Linked DNA regions of Mus musculus: all the other regions are linked to region 1. Evidence: chromatin contacts called from public promoter capture Hi-C data. All regions are on one chromosome and are shown on one strand. Each heading gives the region's core, a stretch centred on a gene start, on an enhancer-like site or on the middle of the called end of the contact. The rest is flanking DNA. Distances are from core to core; before and after follow the strand shown. Region 1 holds the start of Slc26a7 (solute carrier family 26, member 7). Region 2 holds the start of Calb1 (calbindin 1). Region 3 has its middle 140 kb from the start of Triqk.

Region 1 (3,821 bases), core at 695-3,194:
AAACATAAAAAGACAACTACTGCTAAAATCGTAATTATTCCACTTTTATTTTATATTAAATAACAGCAAAATAAATTTATGGGATATGGTGAAACTAAACATCTGGGGACAGAAAACTTGCTTAAGTCCATCAGCTAAATTTTCAAATGACATAGGATGTTTCATCTGGAATTTAAAGTCAAATAAAAGAAAGGCTGGGGATGCCCCAGGTCTGTTATTACTTTTTTATTTTTTAAAGATTACTATACTTTTGCTATTGGCAAAATGGTCATTAAAAATACAACACAGAGTTAAGCAGTAAAATTGTATTCCATAAAGATAGCACTGTGGATCTTAAACCCCCCACCCATGCAGATGTTCCTAATCAGACTGAAAACACAAATTCACAAACCAGTTTGTTCCAGCTACAGAATAATTTCATTAAAAGCATACTTATAATTGAACAGAAGAAATAATAGTTAAAGCCAGGGAGGTAGTGAGACTGCATGGAAATATAATCACTAGGAGTCTTTGCCAAGAAAGCTGTTCCAAACCTTTAAAGCTGGGAAGTTGAGAAATCAGTTCCTTTTCTGGCTACAGGTAGAACATTACTACCTGAATCAGCCAAAACTCGTGTGGACATACCTTTAAGGAAAGGAGGTACACATACACACACACACACACACACACACACACACACACACACACACACACGAGTGTCATTTTTAAAAATCTGTTCTGGGGATGTTTTACCATGTTATATTTCTCACTGAGACACGAGTTCTGTGGGGACTGCACCTCAGAATTAAACACGCACAGTGCAGTCCACACAAGCTCTGAGGATGCAGGATTCTTCGCTTTGCAAGTAGTGATCTTGGCAATAAGCCTCCTTCATGCACAAAAAGCTTTGTTCTCTGCTATAGCAAGTCCCATGGCTACAGCAGGTAACTGTAACTGTGTGCTGCTAACTGGGCTCATGAGCAATTGTATTCAGGACAGGAAATGTTTTATAGCTTGATTTGATGAAGGTGGGAAATTATGTCAGCACAGTGAAATCATAAAAGCTCATTTCTCACAATCACTGATCCATTACTCTGAACCAATATGAAATTTAACATTGCAAAATATGTAATTCCATTCAAGGGTTACTGCTTAATTGCTTAACTCCTAGCCAGGGGTAGAAAAAAGCCAAGTAATTTTAAAAGCAATTAGGAAAATCACACACAGAAACATCTACTCTGCTTATTTTCCTAAAATTAGTAACCATTTTATTAAGTCTGCTTCACTAGCTACACTGTCACCCCTCAAACATAATCCCCATCCAAGAAGCAAAGTGACATCCACTCTGCAGAAGACTGTAAACCCAAATGCACACTTACCTTGTGCCACCTGTTGAACTGCCAACATTATCCCAGACACAGTGTCTGGAAGCAGGTTTTCCTTCAGATTGTACTGCGGTGCCCATTCCAAGATAGGTAGGCGCCTCTTACACCACTGCTTAATGTCTTCTCGGTGGGGGGTGTGCATCTTGCCCCACAGCACGCTTCTCTTTTTCCTCTTTGCTCCCGTCATTTTTTCAGATTTTCAGATTCCCTCCTGTAGTAGTCAACTTCTTCAAGCAAGGGAGAGAGAAAAAAAAAAAATCGTTGGAGAACACCTCCTTTCGATGCCAGGCTCCAAATCGTCTGTGGTTTACAATGTCAAAGCTATCCAGAAAATAAATGTGAGAGAGAGAGAGAGAGAGAGAGAGAGAGAGAGAGAGAGAGAGAGAGAGAGAGAGAGAGAGAGAGAAACAGAAACACGAATGGATGCAACTGAGCTGTATGCCTTACTGTGGTTCAGCTAATTATTCTAGATAAAAATTATAGACTCAAACCTTAAATTCTTATCTGAATAAGGAATGGTTTCTGTTCATGTAATACTTTTCTGAACTTGGAAAAGTAATAGGTTCGGTGGTGAGATAGTTACAGCTCCCTTGCCAGTAATTCCCTTTATATTCACTGTCGTCTTATGTTTTTGGCTGCATTCCCAATGGTTAATGAGGTAGTTCTGGGCGTGTGGTGGAAGTGGGCTGGGCTATGCTAATGAAACCAGGAAGGATCCAGCCAGCCCAGCGTCTCCTACAAGCAGAAGCGAAGTCCCGACTGCCAGAGGATTTTCTGTAAAGAATATGCTACAGCCACACTTCTTTGTGAGGTATATATTTCCAACATCACTAAAAATTGCCAATTCCATAAAAGTCGGAAACATGATAGGGGACTACATGAGTCCTTGTCATTCTATTCTCTGGAATATGAAGTTTTCATTCATAGAAAAAACATTCAGATAACCACTGTGCCATCTGAGAAAGGACTAGCTAGTTCTTATAAACAAACTGAAATTTCATCTCCTGGGCTAAGGATTTAAGTATCACAATGAGCAAATATTTGTGGCTAGAGTTTATTTTTCTTCCTGTCTCTGCTCATTCACTTTTTACTGATTGTTTCTCTATGTTTTTAATTAACACACTTATGTCATTGTAAATAAAATTTATTGAGAAATTCAGTATCATTAAAACTATTGTTTGAAGCGGCACGGGTGTGTGCACGTGCGTGCACATGTGTGTGTATGTGTGTAATAGTATTTTTGTTGATATAACTTTTAGTAGAGCATTCTTTTAAAAGCTAGTGTTACATTTATAACAGAATAGACTGTCAAAGATTTTATTATAGTATTATTTCCCACAGCCTCCAGAAGAATAAGTCTGTATTATGGTCTGAACCATTGGAATTAACCCCAAAAACCAATATTCTAACTAAAACCGTGAAGCCAGAAGAAAGAAAAGCAAGCATGTAGTTATTTACAGTGCTTTCTAATGTCCGTTTGTCCAGAGACTAGACATCAGATGCTGGAAGCTATTACAACAGTAAGAACTTAGACCCTTTATTCTCCACAGGATTCCTGCTGTGTTTTTCCCATTAATTACATTAAGAGAAAGAGCTACTTTCTCAACTTCAAAAATATGTCCCTTGCTTGTAACATATGTAATACTTGGCAATACTTTTTTTTCAAACTCCATGAATCCTAAATAGATCTAGAGATATACATTTATATGAATGTGTGAGATTTTTTTTCTGTATTTCTCTGTTATTTTCATGACATGACATTTCTAACACTTCAATATATTTCTAACTCAGGGTCAAGCTAAAGGTTAGTAGAGGAGTCTTATGGCTGAGATGAAATTCAGTGGAATAGCTACTGCCTACCATGCATGAAGCCCTTGGTTCACTCCCTAGCAAACAAAGAGGGAGAAGGAGAGGGGAAGAATCTATTTCAGAGAGGAAGCTGCAAATGGTAGCATTTTAAACTTATTGTGTGATCTAAAAATAGCCTGAGGAGATAATTGCAAATGCACACAGTAAGAAACTGTAGGCTGGCTTTCCTTCCTGTGTGGCAGTCTCTCCCTTTAGTGCATGTGTGCACAAAAGTCAAAAATTATGTACATACTCATTGTGTGTTAGTTTCCTAAGATAAACATGAAATTTAAAAGAATTCAAACCTAGGCTGAAGAGAGAGAGAGAGAGAAACTGAATGGCTCACCAGACAGTTCCTAAGAGAATAAATGTTTCCTAAAAATCCTAACGTTTAAATCTGGAGCTCAACTTCCATATCTTTCCAAGCCAACACTATTTAAAGCCTGTCTAAACCTCGCTCCACAGCACAGTATCAGTCTTATTTGTAATCAGTAATGCCAAACAAAGAGAGCTTTATGAGGAATTTCTTCACACACATGAAATTCTCAAAATGACTAGGCCAGTGCATAAAATTCAGGAGTAATAACATTTATTTGAAAGTTTCAGTGA
Region 2 (4,453 bases), core at 787-3,286, 1.3 Mb after region 1:
AACACACACTTGTTTAGTGTCCTTAAACTCAATTTAATTTTGAAGTGACACCAAAAATGTCTAAAAAGAGATGTTGATTTTAAATGAGAGTCTAAGACTAATAGTTATTTAAGAGAAAAATGTATTTTATGAAGTTACATTTCTTCTGCTAAAAAAAATTATCCAGGAAAAAATATTACCTTAGAAAATCAAAATGAAAAAAAAAAGAAAATCAAAATGTAAATTGAAGAAATTGAAGACTATAACATTCAAAGATGTTGAGGATGCCATGTTTACAGCTTGTTAATCTGAGTTGATACAAACTAAAAGAACTAATCTAGAAATGTTCTTTAAATTTTAAATTATATATGCTTTTGTACTAACAATAGTACCCCTATGACCAGGAAAAAATGTATATCTAAAATAAATATCTGAAGATATTTGTTGCAGCTGTTTGTCACAGTAGAACACTAAAAAAGATGGAATGTCTACAATTAGGATGGAAAACTATGTTATGTAAACATGGGCTAATGGAGGAAGTGTCTACCGAGGAACAAACTTTTGTATGAGGATGTGACTTGGGTAGGCTGAGATTCAGTTTTCCCTGGAAATTAAGAGGTATATGAACAAAAGTAACTGACGTGTATTGGGTCAAATGCCCCTTTACCTTTGTAAGCCACAGAAGGTAAGGTTAATACGTTTTATTGCACTACTTGCAGGACCTAGCAAAGTACCTGACCCAAAAGCTGTTGATAAGTGTTCACTGAATGGATGAAAATATAAACAACTGGGCATGCACATAATCTTTTTAAGTAAAAACAATATCCTTGTTATCCTCTCAGAGTTTGGCTTGCTTTGTGTATAATATCAGTCTGAGATTTGTGTGAGAATCAGATAAGGTGATGAAAGTCAAAACTTACATCCATGAAAACTTTAGAGTATCATGGCTGCAGGACTTGTCTGGAGAAGACAATTGGTTGCCTCACAATCCCACTATTGGAGGAAACACAAATGTGGTGAATTCCATATTCTATGACACACGTGAAACCTGTGGCGCTTCATGAGCTCGTTTTGAAAGTTTATACCACACTGGTTTGCTTTTGTGTTACTGTAACCAGACACATAGGGTTCATTTTCAGCAGACCATAAGGTCTCAAAAGATGGACAATTAGATAACTTAGAAATACTTACGTAAAAGAAAACCTAAATACAGTATTTGTCATATTAAAATACCAATTGTAACATGTAGCCGGATATTTTTCCCACCTCTAATGATTTCCAGTTTCTGGAAAAAAATCCCTCACCTAGAGATAGAAGCAGCGCAGCTGTAAAATCAGTGAGTGGGGCTGCTACGGAGTCACTGGTTAGCCTGGTGACATTTCTTTCAGTTTCTACTTTGTAAGATGCAAGTAACTAATGGCATCGATAAAATCACTTCCTTCCTAACATCTTAAATTCTTATAAGTTAATTCTACTACATTCCAATAATTCTGCTTCAAGCTCAAAAAGTAACAACAGCAAGAGCAGCAGACTCCTGCATTCTGCTGTCTCTAAGCATAGCTCACATCTTAAACAGCCACGTGATGGTCTCCATTAGCGCAATATGAAGCATTGTTACAATTAACCACAGCAACGTATGCATTAATCAAATTAAACTAACACTTGACATCTGATTTTGTTCAAATACTCAACTGCCTCGATAAATACTAAGTAGACAAAATCTCCACTGACGTGGTTTATCAGTCAGCTTTCCCTTCCATCTGAAAAAAAATCAAACAATTCTAGGTATGTTGCTTTACTCTAACATTCAGGAGTGAAAGCCTCCCTGAACCTGGGGGATGTGAGGAGAAATGAGTCTGAGCAAGGGATCCCCACCACCTGCTGCTTCCTAGACTCCAAAACTCCAGCTCCAGCTATTTCCTGGGAAGAGAGAAATCGGAGGGGAGGGGAAGAAGGTTGGTGAGAGCAAGAGGCGGGAGCTAGGAAAAGGAGGCAGGAGGAGGCGTGGCCCGGCCTGGGGCCGGCGGGATAAATACAGAGAACTGGGTGCGGGGTGCGGAGAACTCCGGAGGACGCCCGAACGGAGCAGCACCGCGGACAGCGCCCCGCCGCGCCGCGCCCAGCTCAGCCTGCGCAGCCCTCTCGCCCGAGGTTCGCGCTCCGCGCACTCTCAAACTAGCCGCTGCACCACGATGGCAGAATCCCACCTGCAGTCATCTCTGATCACAGCCTCACAGTTTTTTGAGATCTGGCTTCATTTCGACGCTGACGGTGATTATTTTCTTTTTTAACCCTTGCAAGACCCGTCCCCATTCCTTCCCTGCTCTTCCCTTCGACTGTGCTTGTTCATCCCAACCATCCTTTTCTGTTCTTTTCCGTCTTCCTTCACCCTGTCTAATCTCGTCTCCCCCTGACTGCCTACCCATCATCCTGGAAGTTTACACTGAGTGTACGCCATCCCCGTGCTGTAAGCGTTCACCTTTCTAGGAACGGTAACGGTAGGACAGAAGCAAAGATTGGGAAACCCTGTCCCCAAAAGTTTCAAACACCATCCCCAGCACCCCTGCTACCCTCCTATGCCCTTTATGCGGTTGAAGTTTTACACCTAGGAAGCTAAGCGCTGCGGCGGCTCATTGCTGATTAATCGGTGCTCAGGCTGTACATAGCCTCCCAGGACGGTTGTCCTGGAAAGAACCGAGAAGAAACTTAGAAAGAGACATCTGACACCTGGGTGTCTCTTTGTCTTTTCAGGAAGTGGTTACCTGGAAGGAAAGGAGCTGCAGAACTTGATCCAGGAGCTTCTGCAGGCGCGAAAGAAGGCTGGATTGGTAGGCTTGAGTTTGAGCAGGACCCTTCAAGCCTAAGACATACCTATTCTTGTGTTTCATAAAAGAGGTTTTGTGGGAGAAAGTAAAGGCTTACCTACTAAGAAAGGCGAGAGAGAACATATTTCCAAATTGCGTCAAGAGAAAAAGTGTGTGTGTGTGTGTGTGTGTGTGTGTGTGTGTGTGTGTGTGTGTGTGTTTGGTGGTGGTGGTAGGGTGTCTAAAGAGAAAATCCCTATCATCTTAAATCAGTCATATATTTCTATAATCCTCCTTTCCTTAATAGGTCTTAAAAGGAAATGTCGATGTGCAAGACCCTTCGTCAGATTCCCCACCTCCACCACTGAGTTGGTTGTGTGATTTCTAACTTCTCTTTTCTAGACGATAAGGAAGGGGTAGAAATACATTCCTGCCCCTTGGTGGTCAGGAACAGATCTGCAGATTCTAGTGCCAATTTCTGCTGCGAAGTCAGAGTAGCTGGGAACGGGGTGGGGGAGGGGTGAAACTACAGCTTGCCTTGACCCTTAATCTTGAGCAAAGATAACCAATTCATAATAAGTGTGAGAATTTAGCAAGAAATGGTTTTTTTTTCATTTTTGTTGGAGAGAATCCCCAAATTAATAAAGCAATAAAACAAAGCACTGTAAGAATTTCATGTATTGTGGAAAGGAGAAGATTCTGAAGAGAAAGTACGAGTGGTGGTTTTTAAATAAGCTATGGTTTTGACATAAGCATTGGTTAAATAAATTATAATTATTGTTTAAGAATTAATTCCTTTGGGCCAAATCTATTTGTTGGGAAAGGATGATGTCAATGGAAAAATAAAAGATACCCAACTAACTTTTAAACATATGAGATGTTTATATAAAGAGTAAATTGAGAATTTTACAGGTCTGATAGCATTTATGTAAGACTGCTTTTCAAAAGAAAGCAAGGTTGGATACGCAGTAGTTAAATGTTAATAGCCTTTGGTCTTTTGGATTATAATTACAAAGAAATTTTTACATAAAGATAATATACATATCATCCCTAGATATTATACAGCATGCCACCATTTCTAGTGCTCGTGTGTGTGTGTGTGTGTGTGTGTGTGTGTGTGTGTGTGTGTGTGTGAGAAAGAGAGAGAGAGGGGGGAGAGAGAGAGAGAGAGAGAGAGAGAGAGAGAGAGAGAGAGAGAAACAGTATTAATGCGACTGTTTTGTTTTTTGGGGTTTTGGGGGGTTGATTTTTGTTTGTTTCTTTGGGGGACTTTTGCTGTTGTTCTGTACATGGTGAGATTTATATAGTAGGAATCCCTATACAACAGCAAAAAGAATCTCCATACTGATGGAAATGCACTCTGATGTATTACATGCAGACTATCAAATTGCTAAAATCATGCCAAACCGACTTTAAACCAGATCATGCTCTGGGGATTGTTTTACTCAGATTTCATATCATGTAATCTAAAGTGTAATAGAATAAGATCAAATAAAAATATCTTCTATGCACTTTGCCCTCTTTTCCCCTTGTGCATTAGCATGCAAATACATTTCTGTAATAACATCACTTTGGTTCTATGGATCTTTAGCTGATAAGACAGAAGCCATTTTCTTCCTCACTTAAAATACATTAAATGTATATGGAAAGTCTTATTTTCCATATAAGTT
Region 3 (3,966 bases), core at 567-3,066, 1.9 Mb before region 1:
AGTATTTCATTTAATGAGGTTTTCTTTGTATATTCTAGATACTAATCCTCTGTTAGATGCACACTGTGATTATTTATATATGCTTGGCTCAAGGAGTGGCACTATTAGAATGTGTGGCCCTGTTGGAGTAGATGTGTCACTGTGGGTGTGGGGTTTAAGACCCTCATCCTAGCTGTCTTGAAACCAGTGTTTTGCTAGCAGCCTTCAGATGAAGATGTAGAACTCTCATCTCCTCCTATGCCATGCCTGTGTAGATGCTGCCATGCTCCCACCTTGATGATAATGGACTGAATCTCTGATCCTGTAAGCCAGCCCCAATTAAATGCTGTCCTTGAAAGAGTTGCCTTGGTCTTGGTGTCTGTTCACAGGAGTAAAACTCTAAGATACAGTTGGTCAAGATCTTTCACCCACTGTGTTGACTTCCCCTTCACTGCATGAAGTTTCCTGTGCTGTAATCAGTGTTTTATTTCACAATGTCATATCTGTCAGCTGTTGACCTTATTTCCTGAACAGCTAGGTTTCAGTCAAGAAGGCTTTGAAGATGCATGTGTCTCAAGAGGCACTTCTTCAAAATGTCCTCAAGCATTTTCATAGTTCCAGGCTTCATATCAACCCATTTGGTGTTTATTTTTGTGTAGGCTAAATGGGAAGGATCTAGTTTTATTATGCATCATGTAGATTCTCAATTTTCCCATCACCAGTTCTTGAAGGGGCTTTTCCCAAAATATATTGTGGCATTGTTGTCAAAAATTAGGTGGCTATAATACATATATTTTACTTGGTCTTCTGTTTTATTTCAATGATCTCAACGGTCCAGCTGGTAACGACCCTCTTCAACCCATAAATATGTCTCTTATTTATATACCTGAAGCCTCAGAAGTCATGCCTGTGATAATCTTGTACCAAGAATGGGCACCTGATCTAAGCTCAGCTAATCAGTGTCTCCTGGCACAGATTTTCAAATTGGAACCAAAAAAATGTACTTCAGACCATTTGGACTTTTGGATAACAGATGTATTTACTTGGAGATTATGGGATATCGTCATAACTCTAAATGTTACTATAAAGGAAAGAGAGAGAGAGAGAGAGAGAGAGAGAGAGAGAAAGAAAGAAAGAAAGAAAGAAAGAAAGAAAGAAAGGAAGGAAGGAAGGAAGGAAGGAAGGAAGGAAGGAAGGAAGAAAGAAAGAAAGAAAGAGAAAGGAAGGAAGGACAGGCAATGGAGAGGCAGCAGAGTTGCAGAGAAAATCTGCCTCAATTCAGAATGGAATTTTCAGTTTCCCAGTCTAGTCTTATTATGCATTAATTATAACTGTCCCCCCCCCCAAAAAAAAGCTAAAATGAACTTCTTTTCAGCTATCTTAAATCATTCCTATTACACACACACACACACACACACACACACACAGGATGTGGGGCTACTTATACTATTAATGATAATTCTGGTTAAAGAAAAGAGGTTGCGTTGAAAAGTTGAACACATGGAGCTCATTTCACACACATGTGCTGCATCTGCTTTCTCAAACTGTGGAGATTAACATCAATGTGGTTACTTAAAGTTTGCCAAAAGAGGCACTATATGAAGTAAGGCGATAACTACAATCCTGGCAATGGTCTAATAATACATGCATAAAATTAGGAAGGTTTCAGAATTCCACACCTGGCCAGTGTGAAATGATCAGCAATGGCTCTTTAAAATGTGGGCCACCAGAGCTGGTTTGCTTGGCTCTAACATGCCGGACTGTTAGTCACATGACCTAGACAGTACTTTCATATGATAATATCAGGAGCCATTGCTCTTCTGTCTGCGCAGTGCTTGCCGTTCTTATTTAAATGAATTCCATCTGTTTAGAAAGAATTCTTCTTTCAGAAGCTCACAGTATCTGCTTTCCTAATCAGACAAAAGAAATTCTTCATTACAATAAAGTGTTCTCTCACACTAATTCATCCAGTCATCACTGGCAAGGCTTGCAAAGGTCTGTGCTGACTTGTGACTACTGTAATAACTTTTAAGCAGTTTAAAAAAACAAAACAAACAAAACAAAACAGCATTTAAATAATCAGTATGTCATTTAATTTCTATGTTACCAAAAGTATATAATTTCTTTCCACCTGCATAACTACCACCCATGTTCTAGTGTGACAGTAATTGAAAGCCATCAGTCTTGTTTTAAAAAAAATAGCATACCTTTCTTTAACTATAAATATTTGTTTTTTGGGCATTGTTGTCAAAAATATGAAGGCTGTAGTTCTGTGGACTTATATCTGAGTCCACTATCCTATTGATCAACGTGTTTGCTTTTGTGCAAGTGCCGTGGTCTCTCTAGCTGGTAATGATACTCTTCAGTCCTTAAATGTGTATATTATTTACACATCTGATAACTTCAGGAGTCATATTTGTACTTCTGTGCTGTACAGCTAATAAAATTCTTGTCAGTGATTTTAGAATCAGAACCAAAGAGACTATAGTTGCTACTGACACATAATTATATCTTTAAATATAGATAACCATACACATGTAGCAACAGAACAATAGTACTTGGAATCAACTTGTGGTTAAAGGATTTGTGGGTTACACTAAGAACAAAGTAGAAAATTGATGTTTATAATTTGTGGATCAATGTGTGGATCATGTGTTTTAGAAGCTTGTGTGTATGAGTCCGTTTTCGGTATCTTAAGGTACTAGAAAAACATGTGAGCATTCTTGAGAGTAGGAAATGAGTCTAAGATGAGAATAGCAGTAGACTGAAAGTCTAGGAAGAACTTTTACATTGTTTCCTCAATGATGCCTCTTGTTGCAACCACACATACAGGAAGCTTAGAAGGGCTGACAAGCTCCCCCAGCCTTCTTTTACAAGGGTGTGATATCCTTCACAAGAACTCCATCCCAATGACCTTGTCATACTGAAAGAACTCCTCTAACATCATTGCAGAAGTCCCTAAGTTCCAAACTATGAATTTGAAGATGACAGAAACATTGATACCATAGAACAGACCATTTTATAAGCAAGTGTTCTGCTAAGTCTGGAATTCCATTATTTAGAAATTATATTATAGTGATCATTTCTATTACTTGTAGGAGTAGGAATCATTTTCATGAAGTTCTTTTTTGATCAAAAATGGTTGTATAACTGAGTAAGTTTAGCCTCACTCTTACCTGAATAAAGAAATTAAATATGTATTACATCATGAGTTTATGTGAGTTCATATAAAGTATGAATTATATGATTCCATATAATGAGTAATGGTATGCTGTTAAATTTGCATTCTTTTCTTTGCTCCCATGAATAATACATTTAAGGCTTAACAAGCCACATTAATTACTATATGAAAATGCTAAGCTACTTAAAATTTCTCTTAAAGTAGATATAGCTATAGTCAGAGTTATATTTCTTTTTGAAAAATGATACCCTTCATTACATGGTTCACAGGTAAGTAGCCCAGCTCTTGCTAAGAAAAAAACAAAACAACATCAAAACTAAACCCATATAATGCATTTAGTCAGTTATTTTCAATAGTAGTTTGGATCTATCTATAACACTCTGTATGTAATAACTGTTTTGAAAGCCACTTCTTAGAAACTAGACAAAATGAAGAAATGAACAAATATATTTACATTTTACTAAGCATTTGCATGTAAACAGGGTAAAGAGCTGTTTATGCGAACGTTGGGTCTCATAGGAATAATGAGATTAATAAGCCTGGGATTGAGTCATCTGCACTGACAATCAATAAAGATTTCTATATATTTCTCTTCAAGTAATTGGCTTTCAATTCATTTTTGTTGGTTTTGCTCCCCCCCCCCCCCATGGCCATGAAGGATGTTAGAGAATTTCATCAGAAAGCATGACATCCTAGAACTTTTGGAAATCAGGGGTCTGGAGATGGGGCTTGTGTCAGGCAAGTTCTTTCTATCCCAGCATTAGACCGAGTCAAGACATCTACCACCCATTTCAAAAGCCCTCTGT

Evidence for each region. Promoter capture Hi-C pulls out the DNA fragments that hold promoters and counts their contacts.
Region 2: a promoter capture Hi-C map of stem cell-derived epiblast-like cells shows a contact between it and region 1, with 4 times the contacts expected there. The contact joins the promoter of Calb1 here to the promoter of Slc26a7 in region 1. A contact is called at or near these places in 4 of 39 promoter capture datasets (hippocampal neurons, liver, pre-B cells and 1 more).
Region 3: a contact with region 1 is called in a promoter capture Hi-C map of second pharyngeal arch cranial neural crest, with 5 times the contacts expected there. The contact joins the enhancer-like site here to the promoter of Slc26a7 in region 1. A contact is called at or near these places in 6 of 39 promoter capture datasets (the 3T3-L1 cell line, the C10 cell line, hippocampal neurons and 3 more).

The regions. Positions count from the first base shown.
Region 1 is chr4:14,619,834-14,623,654 of GRCm38.p6, forward strand. It overlaps Slc26a7 (solute carrier family 26, member 7), which reads right to left and starts at 1,945. Exons shown (of 19, transcript NM_145947.2): 1 at 1,856-1,945; 2 at 1,359-1,591. The coding sequence starts at 1,551. It also overlaps a transcript of Lrrc69 not described here.
Region 2 is chr4:15,879,228-15,883,680 of GRCm38.p6, forward strand. Calb1 (calbindin 1) reads left to right here and starts at 2,037. Exons shown (of 11, transcript NM_009788.4): 1 at 2,037-2,250; 2 at 2,731-2,807. The coding sequence starts at 2,172.
Region 3 is chr4:12,768,830-12,772,795 of GRCm38.p6, forward strand. No RefSeq gene overlaps it. Among named protein-coding and RNA genes, the nearest start is that of Triqk, 140 kb to the right of the region's middle. Within about 2 kb of position 1,817, at least 13 of the 459 cell types and tissues checked have an H3K27ac peak or open chromatin away from gene starts, as enhancers often do. A contact at or near this core is called in second pharyngeal arch cranial neural crest, where this site is marked.